2 separate regions of the Mus musculus genome follow, and region 2 is linked to region 1. Evidence: chromatin contacts called from public Hi-C data. All regions are on one chromosome and are shown on one strand. The core of a region is the stretch at or near the end of the contact, and the rest is flanking DNA. Distances in the headings are between cores, read along the strand shown. Region 1 overlaps Gm31786 (predicted gene, 31786). Region 2 overlaps Wwc2 (WW, C2 and coiled-coil domain containing 2).

Region 1 (6,845 bases), core at 2,056-4,555:
GTCTCGGAGGCCGAGAGGTGTGATGAAATTTCTAGATGTTCCTTGCTGGTGCTAGATTTTTGTTCCCTCTTGTCATCTCGTGGTCCCTTGGTGGGTATGCAAAATACTAAGTAACAGGAACTGTGATTCCTATGAAGGATTTCCTGCCTGAAAAGTAGAAATTGGGAAAATCCTTTACAAGCTAGTAAGAAACTTAGTATTGCTTATGTTTCTATCATCGAGTCCAATCTAATGCAGCCGTATGTTCGTAACCCAGGGAAAGTACCACTCAACTGCCCTGGATGTCCCCGCTCTGGGAAGGGTGCTGCCTTTGGATTTCAGGCTGCCTCAACCCTTGGAGTTTGTGGAATTTCCAGAAGTCACAGCCCTCACTGCTTCACACTTACCCTTAGCAGCTACCAGCTTTCTTCAGCCAGCATTTTCCTCATGGCCTGGATACTCTTCAGAGGCAGCTGAGTTCCTCTTTGCTTCCACCCAGCCCCAGCAGAGGAAAAGTCCCTTTGTGGGAGGCAGCAGGGGTAGGGTAGAAACTTTAAAGGGGGTAGGCTTGGACTTTAAAGTCATCCTGGCATCACGGTAGGTGTCTGGTTCTGTATCCTCTTAGCTGTGTGAACTTGTACCCAAAACTGGACACATTGCCCAGCCTCTGTTTTCTTATAGGAAAATGGCAGCACTTGGCTCAGAAGGCTGTGTAAGGACTGAGGGCTTGCCTTCATCAAACACCAGTTTTCTCCTAAGGCACCCACTCTTTTCAGAGGAGCAACATAGAGGGGGAGCAAGGGGGTGGGGAGAGAAGCCAGTGAGGAGAGCAGGTAGACAGAAGAGGAGGAGAACAAGAGGGCATGAGGGGGAGGTAAGAGGGTCCCGAGGAAGGTGAGTGCAGAAGACAGACATGTTAAGAGCTGAGGAGTGATTCCAGAGGATGTCTTTGACAGAGATTAGACACCCGTCAAGCACAACTGAAATCCTTCCGTGGTTTGAGGCCGAAAGCTGTCCTCACTGACTAGACCGGGGATGCATAAAGAAACACCTCCCGTGGGCCACACCCAAAGTCATGGCACATTGCTATTGGAAAAGTTTTATGTGTCTTCCAACCCATCCACAGGCATGAAGATACTGATGGCCGCGTATGCTGCTTCCTTTGTACATGTGTTCCAGTTTCACCAGACCTTCTGGGGGACATCATGTGAGTGTCCTGTTGCTGCCCCTTCCTCCCTGTGGAGAGACGTTAATACCATCTATTGAGTCCAGATATGGCACAGATGACATTCCAATGAAATGGCTCCATCCGAGTCTAGTGTAGTGAGCCAATGCATTTATTGGGATTCTCAGTGACTCAGGTAGCTACATCCCTAAAATTCTTACCCTAGCCTAGCATAGGCATAGGACGACTTATGAGAGTCACATTCTAGGAGTCCTCTGTGTTCCTGGTAGGCAATTCCAGCAGAGCTTCCCCTGCCCCAATTGTGTGCTGTTTGTGTAACCCTTAGGGTGGAAGCTCCTGGGTCTTGTTACTTCCTTGTGTGTTTTTTGAGCCCCTCTCCCTTTTCTCTAGGGGAGAATATTTCCTTCTTAGGAAATAGGTATGCGAGAACCCGTTATCATTCCAGCAGTTCATCTGTCTTGGATGATGTTGAGGGTCGTGGGAGAGCTTTCCTAGGGGTGCAAGAAAGAACCTTCACCGTGTGAGGTCTCTGTACCACCAGACTCACCGAGCTCCTCCCGGGCGACAGAGTAGAGGCATAGAGAAGTCATATAGTAAAGTGCTGTCCCACTGAGGCCACCAAGCCCCCTAGGGGTGGAGAAAGGCTGCAAGGGTCTCCCCATGAGACAGGGTCTCACACTCAGGGGAACAGACTGTCCTTAGGGATCAGACTGTCTGGAGCAGGCATGGATCTGGGCAGCAACTGATGGGCTCGGGTTAAAGGCTCCGTGTTGGCTCTTAGATAAATAGAACCGCAACCCCCCCGAGTCAGGCAGGAGACCCTCAAACAGAATGGCTTCAGTTTCTTACCACACAGGCATGTTGATTTAATATACAATTCACAGTATGGCATTTTAAAAAACACTCTGTATCGTAAGGTAAAATTCATCACCACCAAATATATAGTATCTCATTAGAAACACGATCATCTGGGACTAGAGAGATGGCTCAGTGTTTTAAGAGCACCTGTTGTTCTTGCATAGCACCACATGGTGGCTTTAGCTACAGGGTATCCATTGCCTCTCTTGGCATCAGACATGTACATGGTACATATACATACGTGCGGGCCAAACACTCACGCACACTGTTGAGATTTGAATACGAATGGCCTCTGTAGGTTCCTATGTGTGAATACTTGATCTCCAACTGGTGGCTGTTTGGGAAAGATTAGGAGGTGTGGCTTTGTTGCAGGAAGTTTAGCGTGGTGCAGGGGGTGAGCTTTAAGGTTTAAAAGACTCTTGTCTTTCCCAGTGTTCCCCCTGCCTCCTGCTTGTCGCTTGGAGATGTGAACTCTCTCCACTGTTCCCGCCTCTATGTCTTTATTCCGCCATCATGGGCTCTAAGTCTCTGGACTCATGAGCCTAACTAAAAAGCCTTTCTTATAAGTTGCCTTGGACATGGTATTTTATCACAGCAGTAGAAAAGTAGCTAAGACCCATAGGTCTAAAATATTTGTGCTTCACCATGTGTCCTGTGGGCAATAGAGCACAATTTAGTGTGTTTCCTTGCAACCCCTCCCCCCTGCCTCCTAGGGTACTGAGAAGCCGTTTTGCCGCAGGGAGGCACACAAGGACATCTAAGGTGCCATTCATTCTGGCTCACAAGCCCATTTGCCCTTAGCTATGCAGGCAAGAGAGTCAGGTTCAGTGTTATTAACAAACTTTAAGCAAGAACGGTGGTGGTGGTGGTGGGGCATAGAGCAAAACAGCCATAGAGAGCCCTTTGTAACCGTTTAGTAACCCGAACAGAAAAACCTTTGATAAACTCCCCGGAGAGCTTAAATATTTTCCCTCTCTCCGGGCCCAGGTAGCGATGCCAGCAGGTCATCCTTGAAACAAGATGACCAACTCCATCAACCTCAATACGCCCTAATCCTTCAGGAAGGAAGTAGGGTTTGGTTTCCACACTCGCTTTAAAAAAAATCAGGGCTTTGTTCCTCCGGATTGCTCTTCCAGGATTTGTAACACACGGTGACTTGATTTGGCAGGAAAAGCACCTTCTCAACACAAAGGCTTGTTTTATAGGCTTTGAGCTCCGTTCTCCAGGTCTGCGGCGCGCTCCTGACATTCTCCACTGTGGCCACTGGGTGGCGCTGGAGGAACCGGGATTGCCTGGAAGGCTGTTGCTTTCCATTTTCTTCCAGGGCGCCTTGGTTGTGCAGGCACAAGCATACCTGGATAGTCAGATCCCGCTAGACTCCACTTTTCATATGGATGGCCCATGTTTTGTTTAATTTTTTTTATTCTGTCATATAAATAAGGACAAAGTGTGCTTAGAAAAAGAGATGATTTTATTTGGAAAACGCTTTTTATCGGAGTATAGAAGACCGTTTGAATTAAGAATGGACAGAATGCATCTTCATTCAAGTGGTCTGCCTATGTGCCATCCAGTTTGCTGTCCTCCCTGTAAAAGCTAGTGGCATAGTTTTCAATTTACTCCTTCTCTCTCCTTTCCGTTTTCGTTTCTTCCTCCTGTGTAGTTCTCACACCCCATCATCTCCCTGCATCCCGAGTGCACTCCACTGCCTCCTCAGGGATCATTTGAACAACACTGGTTTGGCAATGTCTCATCTTTAAGACCAAACTAATCTACAAGTTCCTTCCCTAACCTCACCTCCTCCTTCGACTACTCATGGTCTGTCTTCCTTCCCTTCCCAACAAACTGTGGCACTCCCAGTTTTCCTTTTGTCTACTCCGATTCACTGCTTTGGTGTCTGTCACTGCAGCATCTCTGAACCCCACCGCCCAGTGGTCAACCCCGGAGATTGCTTTTGCCCACTTTCTACAGTGGCTTCTCTCTCACACTGGATCTGATGGTAGAGTTCTGTCCTTGGTTCTTGTGACGCTCATATCCCTCGAACAACCCGGAACTCTTTTGGGGGGTTACTGTGAGCTACATTTCCCACCAAGCATTGCAGTAGCTGTAAAAAGCAGCTTCAGAGGCCCCACCCACAACATGGCTTGAGCCTAAATTCTAAGCAGAACCAGAGTTCTACATTTCTATCTACATTTACACATTAACTGAGGGCAACCTTGGCCAAGTATCTTGAGTATTGAATAGGCCCCCGAGGTAAAAAAAAAAAAAAGGATGCAGAGAGAGGTTGCAGGAGGGAAGATTGTGTTTAGGCATTAGTCACTGTAACAAAATAACAAACACCTTAAAACAAGAAAGATTTTTGTTGTTGTTGTTTGTTACTTTGTATTTGTTTGAGACAGGTGCTCCCACTACATCTCCCTGGGTGGTCTGGAGCTCTCACTGTCGGTTAGGTTGGCCTTGAATTCTTTCTTCTCCTGCCTCAGCTTCCTCACTACTGGGTCTGCAAATGTGCCACCTCACACGAGTTGGGAAGTTTGAACAGGGATCTGGTACGTGGGAGATCCGTAACTGTTCCCGAGAGACCATCTTCGGCAGCTGCACTGGAGCACCAAGACCTGCTTCACGATGAGTCACTCATACGGCCAGAGAAGTGCAATTAGCTGCCGACTAAGAGCTCAGTCAGGGGAAGGGCCCCTGATTCTTCTCCATGTGACTTTTTATGATCTGCCTGGGCTTCCTTACTAGGAGATAGGGCCCAAGAAAGACTCTGAAGAGACAAGAAAGATAAATTATCAGGCTTTTGTTGTTATTGTTGTTGTTCGTGGTGGTGGTGGTGGTGATGGTAGTATTGGTGATGGAGGTAATGGGTTTTTGTTGGTGTTGGTGTTGTTGGTGGTGTGTGTTAGACAGCGCAGAATGTGGTCGGGGGAGCTGGAACTGTCCATGTGTGGAGACTGGCATTACATACTGTCTATGTAGACCAGGCTAGTCTTGAACTCACCTGCCTCTGCTTTCCAAGTGCTGGGAATAAAGGTGTAAATATTATTGTGCCAGGCTTTGAGCATGTCTAACTGGGAATTTGATTTGTTTTTAATTTGCTCTACAAATTGGTTGGCTCAGTAACAATTCTTTATTATTATTATTATTATTATTATTATTACTATTATTATTATTTAAAGATTTATTGTCTTCAGACACACCAGAAGAAGGCATCAGATCTCATTGCGGATAGTTGTGAGCCACCATGTGATTGCTGGGATTTGAACTCAGGATCTTCAGAAGGCAGTCAGTGCTCTTAACCGCTGAGCCATCTCTCCAGCCCTCAGTAACACGTTCTAAGTTGTTTAATCAAGAAAGGAGGCCATGTGTGGTGTCATACACATTTAATATCAGTGTTCAGGAGGCAGAGGCAGGGGGATCTCTGTGAGCTGAAGTTCAGCCTGATCTACAAAGCGAGTTCCAGGCCATCCAGGGTTATAGTGAGACCCTATCTCAATTAAAAGAAAATTGTAGGTTATGTTTCAAACAGTGCCCTCACTTTCTTCATTACTATTGGCCCTTGTCTTTTTAAGCTGGGACTCAGGGGGTGGGGATAGCAGTCCCCAAAGTGGAGCACACAAGGTTATGACCATGGCCTTATGTTCTTTATTATTCTACCCCAGTCTTAAGACTTTTCCTCTTTAGCCAAAGCCAAGCTCGCAGGAAAAAGAATGGCTGTCAGTAATTTGATTCATCGCCCTTTCCAGGAGGTTGGAAACAGCCAATGCTGGCGTTTTAAAGCAACCTGACACTCCCCTTTGAGGGACAAACGAACGGTTGAGTTAAGGGACAACAATGATCAGAAATGCTGGAGCCCATAGTTGCATGCACGTGTGAGCCCCCCCACCCCCCACCCCCACCCCCCGGGGCCCACAGCAGCTGACCTTTCAAGGCCTAGGATGCATTCTTGCCTCTTCAGTTACTGTTGCAGGTGGGTTGTTATTATTATCGTCATTGGAATGGTTTGGTTGTTTTGATTTGTTTCAAAGGCAGCACATTCATGGTCACGAGGTCCTGGCAGGCATTTCTCTCTGAGGCTGGTGATCAAGAAGCGAGATGAGATGCTAACTAGGGTAGGACGCCAGTACAGCAGAACTTCCGTGGAAGTGGCTAATTTGCTGGCTCAACCCTGCTAAGCAACCAAACGAGGTAATGACTCCCGTCTCTTTGCGGACTCCGACCAATTTGAGCTTGTGACCTTGAGTGACACCATACTTTTCATAGCTATGTACTAAAGGAGAGAGTATTGTGCAGTCAGTGAAGCGATTCTTTCCAACGATATAGGCGACAAAGGACAGAAGTGTACCAAGGACTGAGACCAGGGGAGACCAAGTAACTCAGTCACTGTGGCAATTACACCCATTAGGTATGTCTCCCAGATATAATCTTTCTTTTGCAAGCATTGCATTAATTTTCCTAAAGCACACACACACTCCTTCACTCTCCTCAACCCTGGAGTTCCACATGACTTTCTCCTGCAGGGAGTTTGTCAATTGCAGTGAATAAAGTGGACGCCCAGGTCCAAGCACTTTCCCTTGGAGTGACAAAAGACTCCAGAATGTCAACCCACCTTGGGAAACAGGAATCATCCCTTCAGGATTTCGCTTCTTTTTTTTTTGTTGTTGCTGTTGTTGTGGGTTTTTTTTTTGTTTTTTTGTTTTTTTGCTTTTTGTTTTTTGTTGTTTTTGTTTTTCGAGACAGGGTTCTTCTGTGTAGCCCTGGCTGTCCTGGAACTCACTCTGTAGACCAGGCTGGCCTCGAACTCAGAAATCCGCCTGCCTCTGCC
Region 2 (6,845 bases), core at 2,986-5,485, 190 kb after region 1:
TGTACCCACACTGGTGACCATGGGCTTAGAGCAGCACTAGACAGGGGACATGGCTCAGATGATAAAGGCTATTTAGGTCACCACACCCAGAACCCACATGGGAGGAGGACAGAATTGACTACAAGTTGTCCTCTGACCTCCACAGGTGCAGTCCCACCACACACACACACATACACACACACACACATACAAATCATACACACACAATCACAAACATTTGTCCACACATCACACACACACATACACACATATCATACACAATCACAAACATTTGCTCACACATCACACACACATACACAGCCCACAAACACAGTCACAGTCAACAGATACATATAACTTTAAGACATCCTCCAAAACAAAACAAAACAAAATTTACAGATGGTTGTGAGGTTAAATAAAACTCACAATTTACTTTGCCTGCAAACATTTAATTATCTTCTTTTGTTCTTTGCCCTTTGTTTATTTTGGTTTTTGCTTTTAAGGACCATAGCAGGGAACAGCAGAAGCTGTCAGGCAGTCTTTACCAGAGGAAGCTGAGTATAACTGCCCTGGCCAGAGGCCGATCCTGCTGCCACTTTTTGGCAATGCACAAATACCCAGTTCCTCTACAGAAACCCAGAGTGCCGGCTCCCCCATTAGCAACTCCGGGGTCCTTCTGCAGCGATGCTCGATGCGGGGAGAGAGCTACTCCATTAAAGATGATGAAAGCAAGTTTCCTCTGCCAGGACACCAAGGTGTAGGATGCAGGCCTCTGCCCTGTGACGGTTGTCCTGCACACAGGCGGCCTCTGGCGGACACCGTCCACAGTGGATGGTGTTTTCACAGCGGCACCCGCATGCACATTTTAGAAACAAGTTATGTTTTGTTGCATCTCCTTATGACACCATAAGAAAATTATTCAAGTAATGAGGTAGCTATGAGGAGAGGAAGGGGGGGGGGTAATTTAGTTAACACAAAGCAATCCTTACTGTTAAGTCACACCACAGTGTTAGAATTCTAAACAAATCAACATTTGTCTTCTCTACATTTTCCGACTGCCATCAAGGTAGCCCTGGGCATGCACCAAGGTATTCCTGCATTGCTGCCATCCGAAACCCAAGTCTCAGCTAGCCATGCACCGAAACTCTACAGGAAGTACTCTACAAATCTGTCCTCCTTTGAGAAAAGAACAGTATTTTCAGACTAAATCAGTGATTTCTCTTTTACCTATCTGAAGACTCCCTATTTGTTAAAAGGGAAGTTGTCTTCAAAAGTAAGGAAATCTACTGGCCTGGGTCCACACCGATAGGCACCTTCCATACACAAAGCCCACCCAACGATCCTGCCTACAAGAAAGGTTCCTGGGCTGGGCCATTATCCATCATGCTACAATTTAATAATTCTAAGGTTGCTTTTAATATGGTTGGCAAAAATTACTGACACAGTGTTCTACAAATACCAACATCAGGGAAGAAAGAAAACCCGCTAGTTCCAACAAGGTATTTAACTTTCATTAACAGCAGGAAAGAACGAGAAAAGGTGACAAAGAATGAGAGTGTCCCACGATTCCACAGCGTAGGAGCAAGACACCCACAGTGTGGAGCCCGGACACCAACCACTGAACAGCCACAGAGTCCACGAAAGCCCAGTCCACTCTCCTAACGGAGGCGCCAGCGCCAGCATCCTCTCTCCTTCCAATGCCCATCTTCTGCCCGGTTCTCCTTTTCAGCGTGTTTGTCCTTTAAGATTTCATCTTTAAAATTAACTTAAGTGCCTTCCTCGTCTCTGGGATGACACCAATTAGAGACATTTTATAAGCTTGGAAAATCTTTTTCCCATTCAAATATTTTCACTGTGTTTGCATTTCTCGGTTTGTTCAGTCCACAGACGTTCTACTGGTTTTTCATCTTTGTATGCCAGGCACCTAGCAAGATGTGAGGTGCTTGACAGACAGACCTGAAGGGAAAACAACAAGTGGACACGTGATTTCCAGCCAGCTGTTTCCACCTGACAGTGCTACAGGACCACCTACGACCACAGCAAACCTAACTCACACAGACTGCAACCCGTGATGCCCCCTCCAAAGTTCCATCCCTCACCTCCATCTGTCCCCACACACAATCTGATCTTAGAAAACGGCAGCAGCAGCAGGAACTCAGACACTCAGGCCGGGATGCTTCCTCCTCCAACAGCCAGTTACTGAGTCCATCAAAGCCCTATAGGCTGACTCTCTGGAATCAAAGCCACTGGCGTGTCTGCTCCGGAACTGCGACCAAGGTTTAGTCCCTCTGTGCTCCCTTCTCCACACAGCAGCTGTGGTCTCTTGAACACAGTTTTTTAGATCTTGTTCTGCAAAATGTCAACAGGAACCAGGGACGGTGTCCCACGCCTTGACTCCCAGCACTCGGGAGGCAGAAGCAGGCAGAGCTCCGGGAGTTTGAGGCTAGCATGGTTTACAGAGTGAGTTCCAGAACAGCCAGGACTACATAGTCAACAAAACAAACAAACAAACAAACAAACAAACAAACCAAAATACTGCAATGTTACCAGGAAATTACAAGACTGCACCTTCTTTGTTAAACACTGCATCATTGTAGCAGATACTCAGTTCCCACGCTCTTCTCTTCAGAAGTACCTTCTACAACAAGTAGCTGTCTCTCTAGACCTTCCCTGGAGCCTGTGTTGTACATCAGCAACACACTGGGGTTGACCTTTCACTTGTCATATTACTTCCTTCACCGTGAGATCACAGACTGGACTTTGCAGTACAGCCTGGTGCTGATGGGAATTTTAATCATCCTCAAACAACGCCGTATCAAGTAGCCTTGGATAAGCTCTAGGTTAGATACGGACTGGTATGTTGTCCGATGTAGGTTTATAAAGGTGAACTCAGAAGGGTGGCACCTGTCACACAGCTACACACACGCATAAACTGTGTGGGTGAGTGATGGGAACAAGGTGCTGGACCGGAGAAAGTTTTGGGTTGCCATGGCCGTGAAGCTTTTCAGGAAGGAGTGCTGAGATATATCAGATATCTAGCTAGTTAGTGAAGCATGATCATTCACTGACAGGACGTCACCTAACTGGTCCCCATGGAACTGCAGTCAGTGCTCTTCCTGCATCCCGCAGATACCTCTCATTTCATATAGGCACCCAGCACTGAAGGCCACGAAGGCATCACAGCAGATTCCCAGACAATTAAGTCCAGTCTGACTCTTCCAAAGGAAGCTTTGAGAAGGTAAACGAGTCCGGCAGCTTCTACACACCTGCAGCTGCTCACGCTGGAGGGAAAGCACAGCCAGAAGCAGGCGTGCTGTGTGTGCAGGCTTGCTGTGTGTGCAGGCATACTGCCTGTACAGGCGTACTGTGTGTGCAGGCGTATTGTGCCAGGGTGTGGGCACGTAGGGAAGGGACATCTGCATCCATAAACATTGCTGGGTTTCTTAGGAACACTGGCTAAAGGCTTTTTAATTTAGATATAATTCAATTACAGCCAGATTCTACAGAATGTCTACACAGATATTTTATATAAGATGAGGGAACTTTCTTATTTACTTTCCCTAAATCCTGATGAATGCCAGAAAAAAAGGGCAAAAAAAAAAAAATTCAGACTTTTATTTAAATTTCTGATTGAAATATTTTTAAAATCTGCATTTAAGTTATCGACATTAGAATCCAATTTGATGTCTTTGTAGTATATGTAATATTTGGCCAAGGCAGACTGGAGGTTCCGCAACACGTTTTAGTGACAGACTGGCCATGTGATGGTTTGCATGAGTGCTTCTGGACTTGCATCTTCAGTTGACTTGCTATATAAGCAAGGGGTCACTAGAGTTTACCAGCTGTTTATTTCCTTAGCAGTGTGGACCAATGCGAGTGTGCTGTCTGTCACAGACCCCTCCGTGCTTGACTCGCTGATGCCATTTTCCCTCTGCACAGTCCCTTCTCCCGCAGGGTTGGGAAGACAAACAAAAGGTGGCGCTCCTCCTTCAGCACTCAGTGTGTCTGACTCTGTGGACCACATCTGTACTGATGACGCCCATCCGTCACACAGAGTCACTCCCACAATACCACTAGCCTTTGCTATTGTACTACAGCACCGAGCGCTGGCCCTGAGAACAACATGCACACAGATGGAAAGAATCACGGGTTTTTCTAAAGCTCCTAGATTGGAATTTCAAGACTCAAATATCAGAAAAGTGAGCAATGCTGCTAAGCAGCCTAAGGAATGGCATTGACATGCTACAAATCCATTCCATACTGCACGCGTGCTTTGCTAGGTAAACATATGGCTGGATTTCTCCACTGTGGTGTTTCCTCCTCCTCGCTAGCCTGTGTTTTCTTCTGGCATAGCACCAGATCCGCCAAGCACTAAAAGTTAGACATATGGAATGTGAGGAATGTCTGATAACTTCAGAGATCAGCCCTTAGTCATAAACAAAAATGCATGCCCTTTGAGCTTAGCCTCAGACTCCATTTGAGGCAAACAAAAGCCATGAGGCTGAGTGCAGGCACAGGGGACAAGGTGACACGCAAGGTGACATGGGCTGGGCTGGGCCAGGCGAGCTCTAGATAGAGCTGCTCACAGAAACACCGTCCCTTTATTCTAAAAGCTGATGAGCCACGCAGACCAGAGCCTCGCTGAGGCTTAGAGCAGTAAGTAGCACAGGAGTTAGGAAAGACCACTATCATCAGTGAACAATAAAAGATGTTCTGTCCCTGCCGGCTTTCACCAACCCCTCCTTATCAGGGACATATCTTTAGTAATTTAGCCGATTCTATAGGAACAAGTATGTTCAAAATTAGATAGAACCAAAACTCAAAACAACATAAAATAAATGACTTAAGGATTTGCTCTATTCCGATGAATTAGGAATGTCAAACTGAGTATTTATCTCAACTGAATTATTTTCCCTTGAGACAGGGTTTCTCTGTATAGTAGCTTTGGAACAGCTGTTCTAGAACTCACTCTATAGACCAGTTCGAAGCTCCTCGAACTCACAGAGATCTGCCTGGCTCTGCCTCCCAAGTGCTGGAACTAAAGGTATTCGCCACTACACCTGGCTCAATTGAACTATGAAGGGAAATAAACTTCTGAAAGGAAACAAACATGGTGGCTCACAACTGTCACTAACTCTAGTCCCAGGGGACCAGGTGACCTCTTCTAGCCTGAGGGCACTGCATACACAAGGTACACTGATGTAAAGTTAGGCAAACAATCACACACAAAAAATAAAAATAAACAAAAACTTAAAAAAAAACCATAAATGCAAAGGAATAAAGGAGGGGTCATAGACAAGAGCACCTTAATTAGGGGTAACAGAGAAATGGTAGAGAGGTGACTTAGCAAACCAGAAAAATGGGGAAACCAAGTCACCAAAGAAAAAGCCCAGAAGCAGATCAAATCGCACTGCAAGAGCCTGAAATGGGCTTCCAGCTTCCAAGACTTCACTGTAGCCTGCGCCTGGGAAGCCAGTTAGGAAACAGCGCACCAGAGCTGGCAGGGAGGGAAGAATCAATTCTCTGCAGAGGCTCAACCAGAGGCGCTGGAGACTTGCAGGCCAGCATCTGGTGCAGCTTACAGAAAAGGTGCCTTGTCAGAAACAAAAAAAATGGAGGCAATGTGAACTCACTGAGAGCAAGCTTCCCCAGTTCCCTTGCAGGTCGTTTCGGAGAAGCCCAGGCACTGGGCTGACATTTGTCGGGCTGGGGACGGATTGAGTTGTACCATGGAATGCTAACTAAGGGCCAAGAGGAAAGGCGGGCTGCTGAGGGTGCCCCAGTGATACACAGGCTGTGCCTGAGTACTGCTGCACACTCCCTAGTGCACAGCTTGCACACAGTCCTTTGTGTCTCCTCCTTTAATATCACTAAAAGCTGTGTGTGTCATGAAGGCCAGGCCCTGCTGCAGCAAAACCCTCCACATCTCATATCCTCCTCCCTCAAGCCAAGCCCAGCATTGTCGAAGCTGCCTCTCCAGACAGTGAGCCTCCGCGTGGCTCAGCATCCCTGACTGCACCTTAGATGTCCACACCTCCAACCGGAACAAGCATCAGAAACGGGAGGGACGGGGACACGCATACCATTTCTGCTCTTAATCACTAGCCAAAGTAAATTACTGGGAAGAAAGGTCATTAGTCCCTGGATCTGACTAGAAAAAAAGAGCAGAATGGCTGAGATTAGCTACCCCATTTTCAGACTACACAATTATATACGAAGCCCCCAAAGCCCCCACCAAAAGGCGCTTGGAACTAATACACAAATTTAGCAAAGCAGCCATATTAAAAATATGTAGTTTTTATTCAGGCCATGATGGACTTCCTGAGAATGGAATTAAGAACATTTCATCACAGCCTCAACAACTACCACCATCTAGGAATAAGTCTAACCAACAAGCTGAAAGACACCACCAATAACAAATTACCAGATACAAAACCCTGACGAAAGGAAGTGAGGGAACTAGAAAATGGAAAGGCGTGTCATGCTCATGGATTGGCAGAATTGATAGATACTGTGAAATGGAAATGTTACTGAAAGTAATCTATAGATTCAATGCAATCCCCATCAAAATACCAATGACATTCCTCACAGAAATAGGAAAACAATCACCCTAAAATTCATATAAAAACACGAAAGACTCAAGTCCAAGCAATCCTGCTGAAAAAAATTCTATAAATAGCAAAAAAGGAAATCTCCAATGTCTGACCTCCACACAGCTATGCATCCCCCACCCCCCCACCCCACCCCCACACACAGGAAAAAAAATGTTTTGTTTTTTTTCTTAAATCCTAACACTGGGAAATCAATCCCTGAATGTAATTTGAAAACACAGATAAACACTAAGAGACCATCCGCTGTCGTGTGGT

The links. A called contact is a pair of places that touch in the nucleus more often than the background predicts.
Region 2: a contact with region 1 is called in a Hi-C map of Sertoli cells, with 3 times the contacts expected there. The contact joins two enhancer-like sites. A contact is called at or near these places in 7 of 484 Hi-C or Micro-C datasets (the HL-1 cell line, the N1E-115 cell line, Sertoli cells and 2 more) and 1 of 9 other capture datasets (embryonic stem cells).

What each region holds. Positions count from the first base shown.
Region 1 is chr8:47,740,331-47,747,175 of GRCm38.p6, forward strand. It overlaps Gm31786 (predicted gene, 31786), which reads right to left. Exons shown (of 4, transcript NR_166572.1): 4 at 4,377-4,787. Among named protein-coding and RNA genes, the nearest start is that of Gm31786, 6.4 kb to the right of the region's middle. Within about 2 kb of position 3,306, at least 31 of the 459 cell types and tissues checked have an H3K27ac peak or open chromatin away from gene starts, as enhancers often do. A contact at or near this core is called in Sertoli cells, where this site is marked.
Region 2 is chr8:47,928,221-47,935,065 of GRCm38.p6, forward strand. All of the region lies in intron 1 of Wwc2 (WW, C2 and coiled-coil domain containing 2), which reads right to left. Among named protein-coding and RNA genes, the nearest start is that of Gm39173, 18 kb to the right of the region's middle. Within about 2 kb of position 4,236, at least 122 of the 459 cell types and tissues checked have an H3K27ac peak or open chromatin away from gene starts, as enhancers often do. A contact at or near this core is called in Sertoli cells, where this site is marked.